Linked DNA regions of Oryctolagus cuniculus: region 2 is linked to region 1. A link is a contact called in public Hi-C data. All regions are on one chromosome and are shown on one strand. The core of a region is the stretch at or near the end of the contact, and the rest is flanking DNA. Distances in the headings are between cores, read along the strand shown. Region 1 holds the start of NABP1 (nucleic acid binding protein 1). Region 2 holds the start of STAT1 (signal transducer and activator of transcription 1).

Region 1 (5,149 bases), core at 1,456-3,955:
GACATCATTAAATAATTCTATATACGAAACTAAGAAAAATGTAATCAATATCATAAAATCAGTCCAAGTTTTGTTTTTCCAGGTTCCTTGTACAACTCCTATGGTAACTTCATGACTTTATCAACTAAAGAGTTGAACCAAATAAAGTGAAGTTCATCTTAAAAGATATATACTAAAATGAAGTTTGCTAGTTTCACATTATAAAGCTCTTTTCATTTTAATGAGTTATTTTTTAAAGGCTCCATTCATAGTTCTTAAGTTACACAAAGTGATTGAGACTATGCATTATCACTTCACCTTACTAAAGTAAAAATGTGCATTTTGATTTAAAAAATTTGTTAATTTAACTTTGGTTTGTTTTAAAGAATGAGCATGCTGAAATCGAGTTTGCAGAGTTTCCTAATAAGCATGTCAATATTCAAACTAAGCATTGTCCTAGGTATGCCCTACTTCAACAGCCACTCTTAGGATTCCCAAGAACTTGAGGGCCTTACAACGGGCCAGACTCCAAGCAGTGTTATTTTAGTATTTAGGGTCTAATTATTTCCACTGTACACAAGCAGATGTATTATGGAGATGTAGTAAGTTCTCAATGTCAAAACTTCTTTAGTTTTGAATCTCCCTTTGAGTTGTATTCTTTGGTAATTGTGCTCCTTAAAATCTGATAAAAACTATGGTACCAAATTTAATTTTTGACAAATTTTTTGATGAAAATATCCATTATATGTAAATTTGAAACAGATGCTGTTTTCAGAAAGATATCTGGAGGGTTGGGAAACTTCCAAGTTATGCTAATCTTCACCACAACCTCCCAGATAGGGACTTTTCTGTTTAGGTTGAAAAGACATAATTAGTGTCTTGAGTCAGAGGATGAGAATAAAATGTCAAAGGGCTGACTCTCACTTCCTGCTTTGCTGATACTCTACCTCACTTCCTGCAGATGTTGTAAGGCCTCTAAGATACCATCTACACTCAGCTTCTACTTACTAGATCTCCACCAATTTCTCCTGAAGTGACTGATGACTGAAAACTACTACAATTCTATGGGTCCTCAACACCTTCAAATTCTACCTTCTAGTTCTAGTTCCTCTCTTGGCCTTTTATCTTCCTAAGATACAGATCTGGTGAATTTCTGAAAGCAATCTTTTTAAAAAAAGGGGGGGGGGGGTGACTCAGTTGTTAAAGCCACCGATCTGCAGGCTGAGACTTCTGGAAGAAGGTATCACAGATGTCTTCCTGCCAAACACCTTCCTGGTGACATTCTGGTTTCTGTACAACCCTGCCCTTACATTGTAAGACACAAGAAATGGTTTTTGACACTGAGCCTCCAAGACATTGCAAAATTCCCATCTTATGTTGTTCCAAGTACAAATGTGACACACAGAAAACGGTAAATCCCACAGGTACATTTTTTACTTGTGTCCACATTGTCTCAATAAGAAAGTGAAACATGGGCAGGAAAAATGGAGGGGCGGGGACAACTGTACCGGCTTAAATAACTTACAAAAAAGCGAAAGCACAGGCTCTAACAGTCTACTAAAAAAGACTCAATGACTCCCAGGAGAGTTTTTAAAATACAACCATCCCATAAACTCGGGGGTGCAGTGGGTGGCCGCTGTGGCCTGCAACTGCCAAGGTGTGCTACAGCCCACACAGTCCACGTTAACTCCCAAGGGGCTCCCAACTCCTCAGCACTGCTGAGACCCAGGAGCTGGCCGACCCCGACAGCGCTCCCTGCTCCTCGTGCCCAGCCCACTTGGAAGCACACCTACCCTCTGGTCAACCGAATTATATCCCCTGGCTGTATGAGACCTCCGATCTCATCCCACACGGAAATAGTGATGCTGCCCGTTTTATCTGCTACTTTGCACGATCTCACTTCATGGCCGTCTTTGGTTTTGGTCACGCGTCCTGTGAGGATTTAAAAATCGAAAAGGGGGAAGGAGTGTGTTAGCGAACGAGGTCGTCCAGAAGGGGCTCTCTCACTCCTCCTACACTGGACGCCGGGTTCTGGCCGCAGGTAGGACCCGAGCCCGGGAGGAGGCCACCGGGGCCACGTGGGTGGGGGAGGGGAGGAGAGGGCGCCGCGGGGGAGGGGAGTCCGGCGCTCCCGGCCCCGGGGCGCCCCGAGGGCGGTGGACCCCACTTACCTATCTCCAGCACAATAAAGACGACATTTAAGTTTTTCAGTCCGGGCTTAATATCTTTTATAAAAAGAGGCGGGTCGTTGACCCCATTCATATTGAGGCAGGTGCGGCTACGGCTGCGGAGACACCCGCAGGCAGGGCGGGGACGCGGCTTCCCACCCTCCCGGGACAGGGGCGACCTTGGGCGGGGGTGGCGAGAAGGGGCAGAAAGCGGTTATTCAGGGACCGGGGGACCAGCCCGCACGGCACTCAGCCTAAAAAAAAAAAGAAAACGAAAGAAAAAAAGCGCTCACAAGTTCAAAAGAAAAAAAAAAAAAAAAAGACGAACCACTCCGCCCACCAACCCCACTCCCAACCCCGCGACAGGAAGGCGAGCGTGCGAACTGCCCCTATCTTTGGATAAAAGAAAAAAAGGCAGCGAGGGACACCTCTGCCCTGAGTCCCACTCCCACACGGGCGCGCGCCCAGTCTGTCCCCGGGCTCCGGGAAGGGACGGACTGTGACAGCAACACCGGAGCGCAGGACAGAGACACTGCGCAGCCAGCGTCCCACACAGCAACTGCGGAACTCGCCCGCGCGCCGGCTGCTCCCCCCGGGCCGCCCCGCCCCTTATGACGTCAAACAGCGCCGGCACGCCCGCCGCCACGCCCGCCCGGCGCGGGGGAGGGGAAACTAAGGGGCGAGAACAGGCCCCTGACGCCGACGCGGCTTCCGTCGCTCCTCCCCCAGGGGCCGTCAGCGCGGGCCCCGCCCCCTCGGCCCTCCAATCCGCTCTCGGCCCCGCCCCGCCCGCTCTCCTCCCGCCCCCGCCGTCGCGGCGTAGCGTCAGGTCTGCCCTGTCTCGGTTTCCCTGGGTGGCGTTCTGCTGCGGGCTCGCGAAGTTCAGGGACTGCCTGCTTTGTAATTCCGCCGGCGGTGTTCGGGCCCTCGCCCCTGACCTTTAGTCCCGCGGTCACAGGGAAGGGTTGGGTTTAGGGAGCGGTGGCTACGAAGGCTGTGCAGCCGAGTTGTGGCAAAGGGTGGCTGGTCCCGGACGAACGGGAAACGGGCTCGAATGGTGAGGAGGGGTCTGTGGTTACAAGGCTGCGATTTTAAAACCAGAGGGAGCTAGGAAATCAGTCCAGCCGTCTGGTGCTAAGCATGTTTTAGTTGCGATCCGGAAGGGTGAGGTACTTTGCCGAGGGTCACCCAGCAACTTGAGAGCAGGCCGACTGCAACGCAAACCGACCCAGTCCCCTGCCTGTCACTCAAACGCTGGAGGTTACAATCCTTAGAGTGACGTTTCCTGTACCCCTTGCTCTCTCAGATGACACTCCCGCACTCTGCTCTTTGGAAACCCTGAAACATACCCTGGGGTGGGAGTAAAAAGAAAGTGAATGAGGCTTGCTTTGTGCCACGTACACATGTGCTTTAGGGACAATTCCGGGTTCAAACTAGTCAGTGGTTATGTGACCTTTAGGAGAAATGGTGAGGCTTCCTAGCCATGATTTCATCATCCGAAAAATGAGATGAGGAACATTGCTTTACAGAGGATCAAGTGGGATCTTAAACTGTCCGACTAGTGTCCAGCAAATAGTAGATGCTCAATATTTTTCCCTCGCCAATTTTTTGTTATTGAAAAAAAAAAAGACATTAGTACAGTAACAGCTTAAACTGTGATGGTTTAATCTTGTAACTACTTTACGTGGTGACTGCTCATTTTAATCCTCATTTACAGCTGCTGTAACTTGACCGCAGAGCTAGAGAATGGCCAAACTGGGCATTTAATCCAAGCAGTCTTCATCCAGGAGCTCTCCATCCTGCAGGTAATTTTTAGACTTACATAGTGGCAGCAGCAGGATGCATTGTAGGACTTCTAAAGAATCTACTTAACTATTTGTGATGGTAAGGAAACTGTTAGGGAAGCCTCAAGAAGCCTTAAGCCCCTCCCTCTTCTGAATATTTTTAAGTCAACTTCTACTCCCCAAACATCTACAAACAGGCACTACAGGCTAGCCCTACCAAAAGGGCTTCAAAAATATTCACATTACCATGAGTTGAGACATTTCTTAAGGAAGCAGAAACTTCCATTTCATAAACAAGTAAGTCCCAGCGTGCCAAAGCCACTGACGTAATACTGGAAAGTGGTGTAAAATAACATTATTATCTTGAATTCAACATCAAATAAAATAAATGATGCAACTGACAGAATCAGAACCAGCATCCAGCCTCAGGGGTTGTCTGATTGGACTCGACGCTTCAATTCGATTATCCTCAAGCTGTATCTTAATTTTAGTTATTCTTTTTCAAAATTATGTCTTTTAGCCCACAGAAAACATTCTCATTGAAGGGAAATTTAAGTAAGTCCCCCTTTTTAAGGTTTGATAAGATCTTAAAGAGATTAAGAATAGACAGGATACCAATTAAGACTGTGGAACAGAGTAGTAACAAAGAGGCTGGGAAAACAAAGTTAGCCACTCCCTGAACTGATTACAGGGGCATTTTATAAAGAGGAACTAGGAGCTTAGGAAACCAAGCCCCAGGAAAGCAGAAGTTGGCCTTCTCTTCCTCCCTCCCCACAGGACGAACTCAGCTGATCATCTGCTTCCCCCCTAATTTAGCAGTTATCAGGAAATGGCAGCTGGGTGCTTTCTCATCACCCCAACTGAAGACAGCCTTGAAAAGCAAGATGCTTTGGGCAGGACGGGAACTCTTCAGCCCAAGCTAGTTGGTTTCAGCTAACCCCAAAACATTCTCCAAAGGTAGCAGTTAAAAAAAGAAAAAGAGATGTCAGGAACTATTGCTATGCAGATGGTCTTTCCTGATATGACCATTCAGTGAAATAAAGCAATCTGTCACTCAGCCTACTCAGTGAGGTCATTGTAATGATGTTGCTGATTCTCCATAATGAATTCACAAGACTACTTCACGTTCTTCCTTCTAAGGCTGTTAATCTTCGGGTCTTTTCACAGCCAAAACATAAGCCTGTTTGGAAACGATAGACTCTTCTACTTTATGCCCAG
Region 2 (5,149 bases), core at 738-3,237, 710 kb after region 1:
CCTTCAGTCCCAGGGTCACTGTTGTCAGCAGGTCAGCACTGGCTTTGTGAGGGTGTACGTGTGACAAGAAGATAAAGTAGACGGGGAAAGAGGAAAAGACTGTAGTGCACATACTCACATGTGCACATCCCTGGGAAATTATTCAGATTCCTCCGCTAGCCGGAGTTGCCTTATTGTTCAAGGCTTGATTCAAATTCAACTTACCATGGAACGAATCAACTGGTTTCATGGGTATATCTTCCAAGAAGATCTAGTCTGGCCTGCGCAATGCCTACCTACAGAAGTGACATTTAAGCTGGGATTTCAAGCCGGGACTTCAAAGATGAAGCAGCTGGTGAAGAAGCTGGGAAAGGAAGGGAAATGTTGGCTTTAGGGGCTTTCCAAAGACAGAACTGCTGGTGAGAAGGCCTGGAGTTTGGGGAAAGTTTGGCCAGTTTGAAGGACAAAACTGATGAGATAAGCAAAGGCAAAAGCAGCACAAGATGAGGTTAGAGAAAGTGATAGTGAAGGAGGGCTTCACCAGCTGTTTTAAGAAGTTTGAGTTGCTCTCTGCTGTGGCCTGGGAAAGCAACAGAAGATGGCCCAGGTCCTTGGGCCCCTGCACTCATGTGGGAGACTCGGAAGAAGCTCCTGGCTTCGGATCAGCACAGCTCCAGACATCTGGGGAGTGAACCAGTGGATGGAAGACCTCTCTCTCTGTCTCTACTTCTCTCTGTAACTCCATCTTTCAAATAAATAAAATACATCTTTTAAAAAAAATGTTTAAGTTGAGTGGGCACTGGGGTGTAATGGGCTAAGCCTCCACCTGCCTGGGCGCCAGTTGGTGTCCCAGCTGCTCCACTTCCAATCCAGCTCGCTGCTGTGGCCTGGGAAAGCAGTAGATGGCCCAAGAACTTGGGTCCCTGCATCCACGTGGGAGACCGGGAAGAAGCTCCTGGCTCCTGGCTTTGGATCCACCCAGCGCCAGCCAGTGTGACCATTTGGGGAGTGAACCAGCAGATGGAAGACCTTTTTCTTTGTCTCTCCCTCTCTCTGTAACTCTACCTCTCAAATAAATAAAATCTTTAAAAAAATAAGAAAGAAATTTGAGTTTTCTAAGACCAAAGAAGAGCCATTGTATGATTTCTCATGTTGGCAAATGACATGATCTGCCTCACCATCTTTAAAAAAAAAAAAAAAAAAAAAAAAACTCTCATACTGCTGTATAGAGAACAGATTGAAAGGGACTAAGAGTGGAAGCAGGCAGCCATTTGGGAATCTACTACAATAACCCAGCGGCAGGGTGCAGAAGGGTGGAGAAAAGCGACACTTGGGAAACGTTTAGGAGGAAGAATCAGCAAGGCTGAGGACCGAGTGCAGGGGCGAGGGAGAAGGCCATGTTGGAGGTGACTTCCTCAGCACGTGGCACCATTTCTAGAAAAAGCGGCTTGGAGAGAAAGAGGACTTTGTTCTGAGCAGAGTTTGCAGGGCTCCGCGGTGGAGCGCCTGGTGCGGGTGGAGCCCTCCAGCTGGAAGCAAACTGAATCCGTGGGTGGTGTGGGTGAGGTAAGGGTGGGCGAAGGAGCAGACCCAGATCTGGGCCCTGACCATGCCGAACCTTTAATGGACTGAGAGTGGGGGCGAAGCAATAGAGAAAGGATGCCAGCGTGGTAAGAAGCCGCATTGAGAAGCGGTGTCTTTGTGGCCAAGGGCGAGAGTCTGCGTCACCCGGCCCGACCGGTCAGGTTGCCAGGATGTGGCAACACAGCGGGGCAGCTGCTCGACTCAGCTTCTGGAGTGACAACGCCCCCGCCCAGCCCAGCCCTCAGCTTGGGCGCTCGGAGAGAGGGCGAAGGCAAGGCGCCCCAAAGTCGGGCCCCTAGGCGAACCCAGCTTCCACCAGATTATGTCAACACGGCCTCAGCCCCGCCGCCTCGCGGAAGCCAGCATCGCCTCGGGCCTCCCACGCGCCGGCCCCGCCCCCCAGCCCGCGGAAACCCTGGCCTGCGGCGGGAGGCGGCGCCGCGCGCGGAACAGCCGCGTGCGATTGGCGGAGCGCGGCAGTCGCCCGCTGATTGGCGCAGGCGGAAGGAGGCCGGCGGCCGGCGCGGCCTTTTCTCGCACAGGATACTTTCGTTTTCCAGGGCAGGGTCTGCAGAGCGCCCTGGCCGCAGGCGGAAGTGCTCTCGGCACACACCCCACTCCGAGCTCAGGCTAATAGGCAGGCCCGGCGCGGGGCCGCTTTTCGCCTTGCCTCCGCTCACCCGGGCCGGATCCTGCGCGTGGAGTGGGTGAGTGGGCGTGAGGTGCCGGGGAAGGGACACGCCGGGACTGGGACCCTCGGGGCAGTGCCGCGGGACAGCGGGGCGAGGATGGGCTGTTTGGCTCATCTGTGGGCGAGTCCCCAGTGTCCTCATGCGAGCAGAGCCACCTGTTGCCGGTGTTGACGCTGCCCGGCTCGGCACCCCCTGCCAGGCGTTGCGCGGGCAGTACAGGTGCGCCCGGAGATCCTGCACCTTCCTGGTCACCTTCGATTTCCTCCTTGCAGCTCCTTTCCACGCAGACACCGTCGTCGACTCTGTGCAGGAAGTTGGGCTTCCCGCGAGCCGTGTGGCATCGACGCTGCCGGCGGAGGCAGGCGAGACCGCACAGTCTTGGCACCTCGCGGGTGTGTGTCGCTGCGGCTTTGACTGAGTCTTCGCCCCCTGGCTGGAACACGGAGTGACAGGTCGGTTCGCAGCAACGCGGCTCTGGACTCTCTGTATGAGTGTTGCAGCCTGGAGGAGCTTAGTATCTTCCCCGTATTAAAGCGGTACTTAGACCCCGCAAATCTCGGTGGGTATGTAGATGTTTCATTGCCAGTGCTGTAGACATGCTTGTGTAGATTAGAGAGGGAATTGATTTTCATGGGGCACAAATAAGCCTCCAGAGCATCCTAGTGTGCAGCGAACCGCTATTTAAAGAGCATGCTGGATGCAAACTTGTGGGATCAGGAAAAAGTTTGCCTTTACCTTTCTAATGCCATCCGCAATATACAGGATCGCAATTCAGCAGACTGTTAATTGAGCGCATCCTATATGGGGGTCCCTGTCCGAGGTCCACAGGATGTTAAAAGAGAAATGGCCCCGCACCCCTTCGCAGAGCCCTGGAGCTTACCTCCCGCGGGGTCTGGCAGTATGAGAGCTCATGGTCTCCTAGAGCTCTCCTGGAACTGCGGAAGGCACCGTGGCCGAGGTCAAGGAGGCTCACTTGTTGCTGGGAGAGCCTCAATATTTGGACCCAGCCTGAGTCCTGGTACAATGGAGAGAGAGAAATTTGTGGGAAGGCTCCTTGCGAGCAGGAGTTGCAGTGGACTGAGCAGGAAATAATTTGCATTGCTTTGTTGAATGGATGGATTGGGCTGGGGTGGAAGTCAGCCTAGGAATGGCCAAATGTAGTGGATTTTGGCGGGATTTTAATATTGATTTCTATGGGATACCAGCGCTGTGGCACAGCGGGTTAATGCTGTGGCGCAGCAGGGTAAAGCCCTGGCCTGAAGCGCTGGCATCCCATATGGGCGCTGGTTCGAGACTCAGCTGCTCCACTTCTGATCAAGCTCTCTGCTATGGCCTGGGAAAGCAGTAAAAGATGGCCCAAGTCCTTGGGCCCCTGCACCCTTGTGGGAGACCCAGAGGAAGCTCCTGGCTTCGGGTCGGTGCAGCTCCGGCCGTCGCGGCCAACTGGAGAGTGAACCAGAGGATGGAAAACCTCTCTCTCTCTCTGCCTCTGCCTCTGCCTCTCTCTGTGTAACTCTTTCAAATATATAAATAAATCTTTTTTTTTTAAAGATTGATTTCTATATTTGAAAGGCAGAGTTACAGAGGGAGAGAGACAGAGACATCTTCCATCACTGATTCATTCCCTAATGGTTGAAATGGCCCTGGCCAAAGCTGGAGCCTAGACCTCCATCTGGGTCTCTTGTGTGGGTGGCAGACACCTGGGCCTCCTCTGCTGCTTTCCCAGGTGCATTAGGGAGCTGGATAGGAAGTGGAACAGCCGGGGCTCAAACCAGAATCCTTATGGGATGCCAGTGTCGCAGGCAGCAGCTCAACCCACTGCATCCCAGATCTATCATTTTTGCACAGGAGACAGAAGTGGTCCAAATCCATGTGCAGCCTCTGGCCTCAGAATCAGCCCTTAAGGCATGCGGATCCGGCTGAAAAGCCCATGAGAGTATTTCAGGCATGGAAAGCCAAGACACTCTGGCAAAAAAAACAAAAACAAACAAACAAAAAACACAAAACCTAAATGAAAGATCTCTGTGAGTCAGATCCCAGTGGAAAGTACAGGTCTTCAAAGAAGGAGGTACCTTTCTCTGAAGGGAGGAGAGAACCTCCACTTTGACTATGACCTTGTCTAAACAAGATAAGAGTCGGAGAACTCAGAGGGCTTCCATAGCCTTGGAAACTCATGACTGGAGCATAGGGAGATTACTGATGCCATAAATGGGAGTGTCAATTTGTAAAGTCAACAACAGGCATCACTGTGCACTTACTCCTCATGTAGGATCTCTGTCCTTAATGTACTGTACATTGAGATTTAATGCTATAACGAGTACTCAAACAATATATTTCACTTTGTGTTTCTATGGGGGTGCAAACTGTTGAAATCTTTACTTAATGTGTACTAAACTGATCTTCTGTAAAAAAAAAAAGAAATTATCAATTCCCAACTTGACTGTCACTGGGATTAAACATGACAATAGGTCTGCTCTGATTTCATCATCATTTAAAAAATCATCTATTATTTTTCACTTTATGTTTCTGTGTGGGAGCAAACTGTTGAAATCTTTACTTAATGTATGCTAAACTGATCTTCTGTATATAAAGAGAATCAAAAATGAAGCTTGATGTGAATTGTAGGGGAGAGGGAGTGGGAAAGGGGAGGGTTGCGGGTGGGAGGGACGTTATGGGGGGGAAGCCATTGTAATCCATAAGCTGTACTTTGGAAATTTATATTCATTAAATAAAAGTTAAAAAAAAAAATCCATGTGCAGCACAGGCTGGATTGGGAACATGGTGGCAGCAGATCTTGGGACTAGAGAGGAAAGTGTCAGCCCCAAATTTGGGGTTGGGCCAGGAAATTGGAGGATGGTTATGCCACTCTGCTTTGGTAACAGGTTTTGAGGGAG

The links. A called contact is a pair of places that touch in the nucleus more often than the background predicts.
Region 2: a Hi-C map of an unstated tissue shows a contact between it and region 1, with 2.8 times the contacts expected there. The contact joins the promoter of STAT1 here to the promoter of NABP1 in region 1. A contact is called at or near these places in 2 of 6 Hi-C or Micro-C datasets (ear pinna and an unstated tissue).

Annotation. Positions count from the first base shown.
Region 1 is chr3:48,584,891-48,590,039 of mOryCun1.1, forward strand. NABP1 (nucleic acid binding protein 1) reads right to left here and starts at 2,706. Exons shown (of 6, transcript XM_070070458.1): 1 at 2,576-2,706; 2 at 1,773-1,911.
Region 2 is chr3:49,292,937-49,298,085 of mOryCun1.1, forward strand. It overlaps STAT1 (signal transducer and activator of transcription 1), which reads left to right and starts at 1,988. Exons shown (of 25, transcript XM_002712346.5): 1 at 1,988-2,270; 2 at 2,528-2,814.